Linked DNA regions of Mus musculus: region 2 is linked to region 1. A link is a contact called in public promoter capture Hi-C data. All regions are on one chromosome and are shown on one strand. The core of a region is the stretch at or near the end of the contact, and the rest is flanking DNA. Distances in the headings are between cores, read along the strand shown.

Evidence for each region. Promoter capture Hi-C pulls out the DNA fragments that hold promoters and counts their contacts.
Region 2: a contact with region 1 is called in a promoter capture Hi-C map of liver, with 2.4 times the contacts expected there. The contact joins the enhancer-like site here to the promoter of Prkag2os1 in region 1. A contact is called at or near these places in 2 of 39 promoter capture datasets (liver and pre-B cells), 2 of 484 Hi-C or Micro-C datasets (the N1E-115 cell line and myocytes), 1 of 115 datasets of contacts at active chromatin or transcription factors (embryonic stem cells) and 1 of 9 other capture datasets (adipose tissue).

The regions. Positions count from the first base shown.
Region 1 is chr5:24,898,979-24,905,805 of GRCm38.p6, forward strand. It overlaps Prkag2os1 (protein kinase, AMP-activated, gamma 2 non-catalytic subunit, opposite strand 1), which reads left to right and starts at 3,591. Exons shown (of 7, transcript NR_040684.1): 1 at 3,591-3,860; 2 at 4,187-4,307; 3 at 5,379-5,507; 4 at 5,670-5,738. All of the region lies in intron 5 of Prkag2 (protein kinase, AMP-activated, gamma 2 non-catalytic subunit), which reads right to left.
Region 2 is chr5:25,061,437-25,068,263 of GRCm38.p6, forward strand. All of the region lies in intron 1 of Prkag2 (protein kinase, AMP-activated, gamma 2 non-catalytic subunit), which reads right to left. Among named protein-coding and RNA genes, the nearest start is that of Gm42232, 35 kb to the right of the region's middle. Within about 2 kb of position 3,070, at least 9 of the 459 cell types and tissues checked have an H3K27ac peak or open chromatin away from gene starts, as enhancers often do. A contact at or near this core is called in liver, where this site is marked.

The DNA of each region.
Region 1 (6,827 bases), core at 2,341-4,840:
GGTCACGCAGAGCAGCTGAGGCTCGGCACTGTGAGAGGCCATGGAAGGCCATTGGTGAAGGTGCAGCCTCAGTTGCAATTGATGGCCCAGAACTGAAGGGGTCATGCAAAGGAGTTGAGGCTTGGCACCATGAAGAGAGCCTATGAGAGGCTGTTGGTGAAGTCTAGTTACAGTGGAAGACAGCAGTGTTTGGAGATGCCAGTACCATGAGATGACCACTAAGAACAGCAGCAGCAGTGGAGTATAGGCAGCTGAAGCCTAGAAGACAACGTGTGTGCTACAAAGGGCATGGCTGGAGAAGTGACCCAAGCCCTTGGAGGAGCCCAGAAGATCGTGAGTTGGATCCCAGACATTGGACAGTGGAGTTTAATTTTTGCTTTTGATTGTGACTGTGCCCTGATATTTTCCCCTCTTGAAGGAAGAAAATATTTTAGTAGATCCCACAGTTAAGAGACTTTTAATTGTAAAAAGACTTTGGATTTTAAAAGATATTGGATATTTTTAAAGGATTGAACTTTTAATATGTAAAGACTATGGGACTTTTAAAGTTATTTAAGATCTTGGGGATGAATAAGAACTAAGGGTTGAGGCTTACTAGTGATGTGTTTGTGTGTCAAGTTGACAAGGGGTCAACTGTACTGGCTGGAGTTATCACAGAGAAAGGAGCTTCAGTTGAGGAAATGCCTCCACGAGATTCAGCTGTAAGGCATTTTCTCAATTAGTGATCAATTGGGGAGGGCCCCTTGTGGGTGGTACCATCTCTGGGCTGGTAGTCTTGGGTTCTATAAGAGAGCAGGCTAAGCAAGCCAGGGGAAGCAAGCCAGTAAAGAACATCCCTCCATGGCCTCTGCGTCAGCTCCTGCTTTCTGACCTGCTTGAGTTCCAGTCCTGACTTCCTTGGTGATGAACAGCAGTATGGAAGTGTAAGCCGAATAAACCCTTTCCTCCCCAACTTGCTTCTTGGTCATGATGTTTGTGCAGGAATAGAAACCCTGACTAAGACAGACCCCATAGGGCACTAAGATACTTAGTGAAGTTCTGTCTGGCTCAGATGTGCAAGCCTGTTCTTTTTTTACTTTCTTCCTCTATGCAATGGAAATGAGGCGATCTGCTTCTTATGGTCATTTTAAAGACTAGGTTAAGTGTACAGGGCTTAACAAGAGAAGAGGGCAGGAGAACCATTGAGAGAGAGAGAGAGAGAGAGAGAGAGAGAGAATATATGAATGAACAGCCCTTGAGAAGAAGACAGAGTTTTGGTGGAGTTGGTGTGTGTGCACACGGGTGTGTGCTCCAGGTGGCAAAGGACTTTAAAGAGGGCTGGAGGGATGCTGCAAGGAGGAAGAGGGAAGCAGAGGGAGGGAGGGAGGGAGGCAGGAGTGGACCCCAAGAACAGGCGAGTGTGCTCATGGAAAGCTTCTAGCAAGGTGCAGAGAGAGGATGCAGAGGGCTGGACTGGCAGGAACAGAGGCAGTGCTTAGAAAGCAATCCCGGGAGGTGGGTGAGGCAGCTGGGGGAACAAAGTGAAAGAAGGGGAGAGGAAGAAAGAGGACATGCGCTGGCTAGGGCTTGGGTTTGTCGATTTCATACATGTTGATTCATGTGGAACCTGTAACTGAGCAAATGCCTCCATCAGATTGGCTTAAAGGCAAGACTGAAACATTTTCTTGATTAATGGTTGATGTGGGAGGACCCAGGGCACTATGGGTAATGCCAATCTTGGGCAGGTGATCCTGGGTTGTATAAAAATGGAGGCTGAGCAAGCCATGAGGAGCAAGGTCATTCCTCTATGGCCTCTGCCTCCAGGTTCCTTCCCTGACTTCACTCAATGACGGCATGCCGCCTGGGTTTTCCTTCACAGGCTGCTTTTGGTCCCCAGCCAAGCACATCTCTGTAGCTTGCTCTGTCCCCTTCAATCCTTCATACGTGTTCCATGACCAACCTCACCTACTCTAGGGGTCCCTCCTGCTTCTTTCCATCCCTTCCTTGTAGGACAGAAAGAAAGAGAAATGGGGAGGTGGGGAAGGGGAGAAGAGATCAGGAAGGCAAGAAGACTATAGGGATCGTGGCTGGTCTTGATAGCTAGCGACCTGTGAAGGACAGAGGCCTGGCCAGAGAGGTGTGCTGGACATCCTTAGACACTAAAGTTTCGTGGTAAGGAAACCAAATGCTGGCCAGTATGAATACGTCGGGTCAGAGCCAGGAGTGAGCACTCTCTTAGGTGAGGACCAGTGTGAAGGTAAGTAGGCCTCAGATAGAGCCACAGGAACATTTGGTTTCTTCCATTCAGTTAGGAAGGATGACTGCATGGAGCTGTGAGTCACGCCATGTTACACTGGCTGCAAAGGGAAGAGAAAGAACCACAGAGGGTATCTACAACCAGCTATGGTGGGGAACCCACCAGGGACCAAGCCACCTCTCCAGCCATGCCTTAGAGATTAAGGATGAGCGTTGAGAAGAGGGCACGGGGCAACTCTGTGGACTCCAGGTTAAGATGGGGACGAGGGTTGACTGCTGGCCACTGGATTTGGGGAAGATAAGTTTGTGCTAACCTTGGCAAGTTTGGATGCAGGGCAGAATTGGAGTAAAGAATAAAGAGGAGACCATGGTAATCTTCTGAAAGGAAGATGACCTCACATTGGCCTCCAACATGGGCTTGACTCTAGGGGAGTCTCTGGAATGTTATATGCCATCTTAAAGAGGGCACTTCACCTCTTCCCCCCCTCCCCCCACCCCCGTGACAGGGTTTCTCTGTGTATCTTTGGCAGTCCTGGAACTCACTCTGTAGACCAGGTTGGCCTTGAACTCAGAAATCCACCTGCCTCTGCCTCCCAAGTGCTGGGATTAAAGGCACCACTGCCAGGCTCACCTCTTCTCTTCTGACTTTGCTCTTCTATGACCCAGGGTGTGTGTGTGTAATGCTTTGTGCCTTAGGGTTATCTGAGACTCAGCATAGTTCCACAGTATATGCTAGTAGTCATCAAAAGATCTAGGAGAAGAGAACATTAAAAATGCTTTTCCAATTTTTCCAGTGCTGCTGGACAATCAACACCGTTCCTGTTTACACCTGACAGGTGAAGCTGGAAGCCACAAAGGTCAGAGACAGGCCCAGGACTCTGGCGAGTGGGATGGAGTTCCATTTGGATAGTGATGGGGCCTGGACCCTGGTGGGGTGCCTATAAAGTAGAAAGACAGTCTTCTGGAGGGAAGTTCACGAGTCCCTAGCAGAGTGATGGGAGGTGTTACCTTGGTTCCTAATGACTTTCTACTTGGTTCCATGCACTTGCCAAGGCTGGTGATATGTTCCACTTCTTGCTATCCAACCACTCTATGCACTTTCCTGTTTGTTTAAACCAGTCAGGTATTTTTTTTTTTTTTTCCTTTTAGGTAACACGACCTTTTCCTGTCTGTCTTAGCCTGATTTTGCTTCTTGGACAAAATACACAGCTATTTACTTGGCTCATGATTTTGGTAGCGGGAAGACCTAAGGAGCATAGCGTTTATGTGTGCTGAGTGTCCTACTGGCTGTGTCATAATGGGGGGTGGGGGGGGAGCATCACACAGCAGCCGGTACAAGAGGGTGTGGCTCTATGGACAGAGAAGAAGCCAGACAGCGGGGAGGCTGGCTTCATCCTTTCCAGGATGCCTAGGAAGAACCAATCAATACCTGGGAGACGATACATCTCCTTTCCACGTTACACGGGGACTAAAATTTCATTCCAGAAACTTCTGGGGTGCAGACACCTTCCAAAGCACAGTCCACAGGACAACTCCTGTACCTTCTTAAGCCTAGGACACCGTTAGGATATGTTTGAACCTGACTTTGGATATACTAAAACATGTGGCAATATGTTAAATACAGGGTAAGCTAGGCAGGAAGTTTTCTACTACAGATATTTCATACAATCTTAATTATTCTTGTGGTCAAGAATCAATTTATCCCTGGCCTATAAACTCAGCCAGAGAAGGTCAGAGTTCAGAGAGCACAGACAGACCTTCTGAACCTGTCACTTTGACATGTCTACCACCAGAGGTCAGCACCCCTCATGTCACAGCCAACAAACCGGCAGGCTGACTCTGCAGAGGCTCACTTTTAAAAGCCCCGAGATTCTAGGGAGAAGGAAAGGCTTCATAGGCTCTCAGTGCCTCCCTGGATTCTCCATCCTCATGAAAATTTAATACCACATAGAAACTGTGCACCTGTTCATGTATGGTGACGCCACGGAGGGCCAGACTGCTGCAGTGCCCAAGGTGTGCCATCTCCACAGAGAACCCATCTTCACTCCCTTTAGGCAATTCCCTCCCACCAGGTAAGAATAGTGGGCACAGTTTTTTGTTTGTTTTCTTTCCCCCTTTTTTTTTTTTTTTTTTTTTTTTTTTTTTTTTTTTTTTGGTACACTGGTTATTGGATGCTCTGGAGTCTGACTTCCAAGGAGGAATGGAAAGCAAGCAAGTGGTTACCAAGCGCCAGGCCTGTGTTTGGCAGATACAACCCATAGTGATAGCAATACTAAAACAAAGCTTCAGGAGCTCTGTGGATTGATTACCCAAGGAAAGGCAGCCAAGTCTTCACACGCCAGGGCCTGAGCTCCGAGATGTTTTACTTTCCCAGAGTGGTCCCTGCTCGCTCTGGTGCTCGCGATTTCTCTCTCACACGCTCTGTGTGTGTGTGTGCGCGCGCGCACATTCATGTAAGCATGCATGTTTGGGTGCATGTATGGGTAAGGGCCAGAGGTGGCTACTGGATGTCTTTTTCCATTGCTCTCCACCTTAGTTTTTGAGATAGGCTCTTACAGTGAATCTTGGCAATTCATCTCGTCTGGTTGGCCAGTAAGCTCCAGAGATCTGCCTGTCTACGCTTCCCCAGTGTGCAGGGATTACAAACCTATATTACCATGATTATATATTACCAGATTTTTATATGTGGGTGCTGGGGATTGAGTTTAGATCTGCATTTTTTGCTGTCTAGTTTTTTGTTTTGTTTTTTGTTTTTTTTTTTTTTTTTTTTTTTTTGGCTACCTGACACCAGCTGGAGTTACCTGGGAAGAGGGAACCTAAATTGAGAAAATACCTCTATCATACTGGCCTTTAGGCAAGTCTGTGGGGGTATTTTCTCAGTTAGTGATAAATGTGGGAGGGCCAGCCTGCTGTGGGTGGAGCCTTTTCTGGGCCCCTGCCTGTATCCTTGCTTCTCAGGTGATACAAGAAAGCAGGCAGAGCGAGTCATGGGGAGCAAGCCAGTAAGTGGCATCATTCCATGGCCTCTGCCTCAGCTCCCGCATCCAGGCTCCTGCCCTGACTTTCCTTCATGATGAACTACAAGCTGTGGGGTGAGAGATCCTTTCTCCCTAAGTTGCTTTTGGTCATGGGGTTTGTTACAGAGGCAGGAAGCAAACTACAACACCACGCTGGAGCAGCAAACGTAACCATGTGAGCTATCACGCACCAGCTCCTTCCTTATTTCTGATCACCCTGGACTCAGTTAGCCCGGCTTCCCACAGTAAGACTGTGTGAGTGAGGTCTGGAATCTGCCCATGGAGAACCGTGAGGGCGGGAGGGAACCCAGGGTGCTGGTGTTGGGACAGATGACGAAGGTGAGGAGAAACCAATCAGCAAGGGCAGATGGGGAACACCACTGCCGCAAGTCACCTTAACCCTGAACCTCTCTACAGGTCTAGACTGTGGGGACAACAGGCTGGGAGCCAGGAATGGACCTCAAGCCTACGAGAGCATCCAAGCTGGTGAATAGTAGGGGTTCTGGCAGGCTGAACTGCGGGGCATGCAACTGCAGGGGGATGATCTTTATAGCAGTCGAGAGTATGTCCAGGTTCACACCTGGCCAAGAAATAAATTCAAGGCAATTAGGATAGATAAACACAAACAGGAAAATGATGTGACAGGCCCCAGAGCTTAAACCCATAAAGCGATGGCCCTGGAGATGTTCTGGTCTCACGGCTTTGCGCTCATCAGACCACTGAATTCTCAGGGCATATAAAGCAAGTATGGACATTTAAGGTGGCCGCTGGGGTTAGAGGGAGACACCAGCAGAGCAGAACAGGGGGACGAGGGACAGGCACACAGTCGGGCAGCTTCAGAGAAAAGATGAGATGCGGGGTGCACCTTGTAGCTGTGGCAAGATGGGCAGGATGCAGAAAGGGTGGGTGATTGACAGGCCGAGCACCAAGAGGAGCAGGCTTGCTGTGCTGCGTCTGGGAGCCAAGGCCGCCCCATTTCACAAATCCGTTTTCTTGGATTCCAGCCCTACTACTATGTTTGGCCTTGGGCTGTTGTCTTGCAAGGGGGGGGGGGGCCAAACTGGGTGGCTAATGCAAAGCCTGAGATGATGGATGCACGCTCTTGCTGCATCTGAAGACCCATGACCTGGAGCCTCACTCTTTAAAGGGAAGCCTGTGAAACAACAGAGAGAAGGCACACCAGGGCTGGGCAGCAGAAAGCACTGGGGGCTCAGAAAGGCACTGAGAAGATGGAAGCCTAGCTGATGCAGCCAGGAGAGCAGTGACTGGGGAAGCTCCCAAATCATAGCTCAGGGTAACACTGGCCCCGACCCTGCTGTGCCAGGCCCCCTCCCTCACCTCTCATAGCTCAGGGTAACACTGGCCCTGACCCTGCTGTGCCAGGCCCCCTCCCTCACCTCTCATAGCTCAGGGTTACACTGGCCCCGACCCTGCTGTGCCAGCCCCCCTCCCTCACCTCTCATAGCTCAGGGTTACACTGGCCCCGACCCTGCTGTGCCAGCCCCCCTCCCTCACCTCTCATAGCTCAGGGTAACACTGGCCCTGACCCTGCTGTGCCAGGCCCCCTCCCTCACC
Region 2 (6,827 bases), core at 1,820-4,319, 160 kb after region 1:
TGGATGAGCTGGACCTGTGTTACTGCTTTGTGCTTTATTCCAAAGCATATGAACAAGCCTGGGTTGGGGGAGGGGGGTGGATTTGTTTTGCCTGGAAAAGCTGGAAAACAGGGAAACAGATGGGTAGGTGTGCTTCACTTGGGAGCAGGTGCCTGCAAATGACTTGTGGAGCACATGGCTATCTCCAGCTCTGCCTACCTGTCAGGGTCAGGGTATCGCTGAAGAGACTGAGGAGCAAAGCAAGTGCTGTTCCCTGCAGTTTCCAAACACACGCCTGGCCGGTCTTTACCTGTGTGAAGTCTTGCTCCTACAGCCTCCATTGACTGCTTAAGGGGCTCATGTTTCCCCTTTGGGGAAGGCATGTCTGCCTTCTCACTTTAGAAGGCAGAGTCAGTTCTCTCAGAAGGCAAACGCCACTGGACAGAAGGTCCTGGCAGAACCTGAACACCATTGCTGGTATGAACCAGCCTCAGGAGGAGCCATAGTGGGATGCTCCCTGACACAAACCCCAGCTCCCCTGTCTCACTTTTCCAAGTGTCATTCTGGTACCCTTCTTAGACCCCAATGAGGGACAAGCAAGTAAGAGAGATAGAGAGAGAGAGAGTGACTTGACAGCTTGGGGCACCCAGGGACAAACTCTCTTTAGCAGGGATACAGCCCAAAGGCTCCCCTCCTCTCACCTCCTGGGCTTGCTGCACCTGTCACTCAAAGTCCTCACAATCTCCTACAGGCGGGCACCTGCAGACTCTGAAGTTCTCCCAGCTCCATGAGGGACCCTGTGCTGGCATCTCTATGCTGACACATATGATAGGTTTTCACCGATTTGTTTTCACTGAATTCACAGTTCACTTTGCAGGGGCCATTTCAGCCCACCTAGGAGGCTGTCACATTATTTTCTTCTCTGTCTCTGTCTCTGTCTCTGTCTCTGTCTCTGTCTCTGTCTCTGTCTCTGTGTGTGCGCTCTCGAGAGCATATGTGTGTGGTGTGTACACATACGCATGCACACGTATGTGGGGGTCTCAGAGGTTGACGCTACGCACCTTCCTTAGTCACTCTGCTCCATGGTTTTTGAGGCAGGGCCTCTTAGTGAATCTGTAGCTCACGGATTCAGCGAGAATCCAGCCAGCCTCCCTGAGCTCCTTGTGACTCTGCCTCCCAGTGCCTTACAGCACGCTGCGCCCAGCCCCCACCAGTTTCTTTCTCTCTCTCTTTTGCATGGGTTCTGGCGATGAAGCTCAGGTGATTAGGCTTACACAGTAAACACTTCACTAACTGAGTCACCTCCCCACCCCACTCCCTCAGACGGTTCCTCAAGAATAAGGAAAACAAGCGTCTGAGAAGCTGAGTTACCATGGTCACTGTGATGGGCAGGCTTCGTTGTCAACCTGACACACGGGGGAAGAGGGAGCCTCAACGGGAGAACTGGACTGGCTGGAGCAAGCTAGTAAGCAGCCTCCCTCCATGGGTCCTGCCATGGCGTTCCCTCTATGATGGACTGTAACCTGTAAGCTGAAGTAACCTTCCCCTCACACAAGCTGCCTTCGGTGGTGTTCATCACAGTGACAGAAAGCAAAGTGGAACAGTTACTAAATGGAGACCGTAATGTTGCGGATTCCGTCACAGCCTGACTCCGCACTGCAGTACGGACTACACTGTTCTGAGACTGCCAGCCTTTTATCTGCCTGCTTTCACTTCTTTGTATCTTTGGTTTTTTTTTTTTTTCTCTGTGGTCTGTACTTACTATTTCTGCAATGAAAAATGAGGCTACAGGGCTTTCAAGATAGCTCTGTGGATAACAGGTGTTTGCAGATAGAACCCCCGAAGGGCGGAATGACCTGGGTTTGATCAGTGGAATCCGAATATAGGTGAAAGGCACAGACTCCACCAAGCTGGTCAGTAGCGTTCACACATGTGTTACAACATCTATCTGCATCACACATAATGATAATAAATAAATTATGTAAAATACAATTGCTGCCATAGTCTCTGGGGCACATTATTGTCACATCAAACTGTCCAGCTGGCTCTGATTAAGCATGTATATTAAGAAATTACATTTAAAAATTCAGTGACTTCAAAGACACAAAACACAGTAAACAGTAAATATGGCCAAAAAAAACCCCCAAAAACCAAAAACAACAACAACAACAAAACCTCAAGCCATGCACAATATTTCTTGAACCATACTAGTGACACACAAGCCCAGAAATCCAGAGCACACATGTATATAAATCTTGTGCCTTCTACTCCTGTCTGTGGATAGCCACCTGAGTGGATTTCTTAGTATCCTAGGATCTAACATAAACACTGGCCTGATGGCACACCATCTTTGGCCATGCACCTATAAGTTCAATACAGAGATGCTGCTCAGTGAATCTCTCTCCTCCCTCCCTAGTGCTGGTGCTACTACCCCTGTCTGACAGCTGCAGTCTCAGGCCAGAGGCCAGGGCAGCAGTCGTGGTGAGCCCCTGAAGCAAGAGGGAGTCTCTGCCCAGCATTGCCCCTGCACTCAGCAACTCTGTCCTATGCAGACCGGCCTAGCAGCCTCTCAAAGGGTGACTGGACACCAACCCTCCGGAGAGGTCCACTGGGCCTTGTAGGAATCCTTAGGAGTCTGCAATGCATGGCTTGCTAGGCAGCTCAGGGAAGGCTAGAACCCCTGCAGAGCCTGCCTTTTTTTTTCTCCCCAAGCTGCTTGCCCCTGGGCTCAGACACCATTGACCTGAGCCCATAACCTCAAATGACCATGCTATGGAGCTTTGCCATTAAAAACAACACAAACCTTTGGGCTTTGACCGTGACTCTGTAGGAACATACTTGATATAGGTCTGAGTTTGATCTCTGCAAAAGAAAAAAAGAAAAAGAAAGAAAGAAAGAGAGACAGACAGACAGACAGACGAAGGCAGAGCTCAGAGAGAATCTGCCAAACAGCCCAGAACAGGTCCGACCTTGCCACCTACAATCATCACAGGAAACTGGAAACTATTCTAAGGTTTCCTTTCTGTGTACAGACCACTCTGTCCCTAGCTATCAGGCCTGTCTCTAAACAGAAAGTGCACAAAAGAGCTGAGGCCAAAGCTCTGTGGCAGGCAGCGTGGCCCAGTCCTGTGCATGGAGCTGGAGCTTAAGACAGTCTTTTGAACTGCAGAGACACTCGGAATCGTTCCAAACCTATGTCAGGACTTCCACAGAACAGTCGTTCATCTGTCAATACCATCTCTGAATGCTCTGAGGTCTTAAAGAGCCTTGAGCTACTGCTTGGAATCCCACAGCATTTAGAAACTGCCCCCAGGGTCACCAGCTCCCCTGTCACCAGACTATGGACCTGTCTGACCCTTCATTCGAAGCCTGCTGTGTGTACCAAGAGTTCACATGTGGACTGTACCACTCATTAGTATTTAAATATGTCACTTGTCAAAGGACAGACTCACCATTCACACACCAAAAAACCCTTAGTCCCACAAGACCACAAGGCCAGTGACTTGCCTGTGATACCACAGCTGACTGGTGTGGGCCAAGGCAAGAACCCAGACACTCCTGATTTTTACCCTCTGCCTGATGATGAAGATGGCCCCATCCACTTTGCACATGGCTGAACAAACCTGACGTGTGCACAGTCCAAAGATCAGAAGTCAGATGTGAAAGGGTTTTTCTTTCATGTTTGCTACAGTGGAGCCCTTTGTAATAAGATGTTGCATGAAGAAGCATGTAAGGATTTGAGGCAAATAACACACACTCTCTCTCTCCTTTGTCCAGGCCCACCTTCCCCTGCCCCTGTCCTGATGACTGACACCCCACAACACAAGGGGCTCTGGCTTGCATCTAATACAGGTCCTTATACAGGGCTCCACTCCTATATAAGAGGCATACTCTCCAACTGCGCCATCATCCCTGACTGAATGTGACTTTCTCATACAAGTTCATCTGCTAATCTAGGGTAAAGCTCCCCAGACCTGAGGAGTGGGGGCTATTGCCTGGGAGAGGAGTCCGCTCACAGCATGGGTGTTGGGAGTGAGGAAGAAGGGATTTATGCCTGTTTCTTGTCTAAGGCGGGTTGTTCCTGCTCTGTCTCTTGGGTCCCCTCCCAGACTCAAGCTGGGGCACAAGAAGAAGAGAAGACAGAGAGGACCCCAGTCCAGTATTGTGGACTTCAGAAAGGAAGTCATGCACAGAGACAATGAATAAGCAGGCTGGAGTTGACAGCAGCCACCAAAGACGTTTCCAGAAGGAAAAAGCTGCTTTCGAAGCAATTCCTAACTAAGGGCCTCATGGGAGGGGTAAGGTGGAGGCTGAGGGCATGGGGTGAGGAAGAAAAACCAGGGGCTTTCCCCAGGACTGTCTTCTTCTTTGTTCCTACATAAACTAGAAAGCTCCAGAACTAGGTCTCCCTTTCAGCTGCATCTCGGGGCTGGGAGTTGGGTCATCTAGAGTCAATGGCTGATCTCAGGTGCTCTAGCTTTGAAGGTCTGTGACCTAAAGCACACCACACCTTGATGGCTGAGCAGGAGAACTGGGCTGCCACTCAGCAAGCTCAGGGTCCTGCCTGCCCAAAACCTCAGAAACACAATGGGCACCCAACATTTTCCACACTTGCCCGCAGCAGGGCCACCCTGTGTTAGGCACTGTGGGGCTCATTTCCCCAAGCACACTGTGAAGGCTGGAAGCTTCTCCGTGGATTCAAATCTTACTGATGTCATTTAGCAGCACCGCAGTGTGGGAAGTCACTTAACCACGTAGACCGTAGACCTCATTTTTCTCCACTGTACAATGAAGTTGCCAGACACACCTATTTCATGGTACAGTAAGAGTTAAATCCATAGTGGTGGAGAGATGGCTCTCAGCTTAAGAGCTCTGCTGCTCTGGCAGAGGACTGGACACACCCACACACATAAACAAATATAGAAATAAAATCTTTTAAAAATGTTAACCTATACACTCACACATTTGCACAAATGCATACACACACACAACACACACACACACACACACACACACACACACACACACACGTTTTACCAAGCAATGCGGTCCATTTTGGTGATGTGCGCGTTGGATTTTAAACAGACCTCATTTGGAGGTGTTCTTATGACAATTGAAAGTGGAGAGAACCAGAGATTCCAAACTTTAAACACAGTAGGAAATGACAGAGGTAAACCACAGGAAATTCTGCTACCTCTCTTTTGGTTACGACTGGACTTGGATACTCAAATCTTACCAAGCCCGGACAGGTATCAGAGCTTGGGCATGCACAGCCAGGAAAATGAAGTCCTCTACCTTGTGATGGTATGGCCTCCTGGGTCAGGGCACTGCTTCAGCACCTCGCTGCTGCCTCTGTCCCCCTCCTCAGCTCACTGACCACAGTTGGTTAGCTCTGATTTTGCCAGGCCCTGCCCTACCCTGGGAGAGCTTTGGAGCCAGGCATGGGAAGAAAGTTCAGAAGTGCTCCTGTTATCAGCTGCATAGGGGAAGGGGCTCCGCCGGGCTAGGTCGGAATAGGCTAGGTCGGGAGTGCCTGAGCAGGGTAGGTCCAGGCTGGGGAAGGTGCTGCAGGCTTGGGCAGAACATGAAAGCAGGGTGGAGGCTCAGCGAAATTAGGAGCAAGGCTCAGCAGCACTCCAGCAAGGTGGACAGGAAGGGAGTAAGGCGAAGGGTCAGCACAACAACCTGGTGGCCCTGTGCACCCAGCCCCGAGGGAGGCTTCCACCCGCACGCCTGCAAGTCAGTCAGATCCTTCCTTTTGTGTAAATGGCTCTGGGAGGGAAGGGGGCACCATGCATTCATAATGGAAAATGTTTGGCTCTGATACAAAGAGTAAACAGGCAAACTGGCCTTCTAGCAATCTCAGCTCAGAGAGGCGGTGTTCCCGAATATCTAGGGCTTCAAAGTCCTGCCAGGAGCTGGCTCTCAGCCTGTCACTCAGGAAACCCAGCTTCAGCTGTCTGACTGGCCCCCTGACCTCAGCTTGTCACAAATGGGCAAAGTGACCAGGGCACAGGGCCACTTTCCTCCCAGCCAGGCGTGACCCTTCTGCAGCTACTCAGGGATAAGAGCAGGAAGTTGGAAAGAGCAGGAAAAGCCTGCAGCCGGTTTTCCTAGCTAAGAGGTTCTACAAACTGAATAAACGTTAGACACAGGCTGAGATTTAAAAACCAGTTTAGCCATTTTATAAAGAGACTTCTCCCTACTGCTATGGGTCAACTGCATGCCACCCTCCAAGAAGACACCAGAGTCAGAAGCCATAATACAGAAGCCAGCCTTACGTACAGATAGAATACACCCACTTATGGGCACTCACCCTGTGCCTGGCACCTCAGTAAGTCTCTCTCTCTGACCAGAAGGTCTGGGACAAGAGTGTAGCCGTTGAGTGGTGAGAGCCATGCTCTGGGCCTTGCGGTCTCTACAGCAGGCTGTCACTGCACGGTCACCTGCAAAGGTGGCTGCGACGGGGCTGTGGAGGGGTGTTCGGATGTGTGTGCAGAGGTAGAGAAACTGGCTGCCACAGGCTGTTTCTAGAACCTGTCTTAGCCTGGTCCTAGGATCCCTCCCCAGGGCTAAGGCCAGAGACAGGAGCCCAGAGCAACTCTGGAGGGTCCTCACTTGAAGGGGTTCAAACCTACCCATCCTTAGTGGCTTAACCAGATGTGAGCATGGTCAAAACCTGGTTCCCACTGACAACTTACTAAATCAAAATTTCTGGGGCTCAGAGAGGGAGGGGATCACTACATCCCGAAGTTCCACTGACTCAACTTAACCACCTCACTGGCAACAAGAAGCAGAGAAGAGTCAGAAGGGGCTCTGGGAAGGGGAGAGAACGTCAGAGCCTGTGC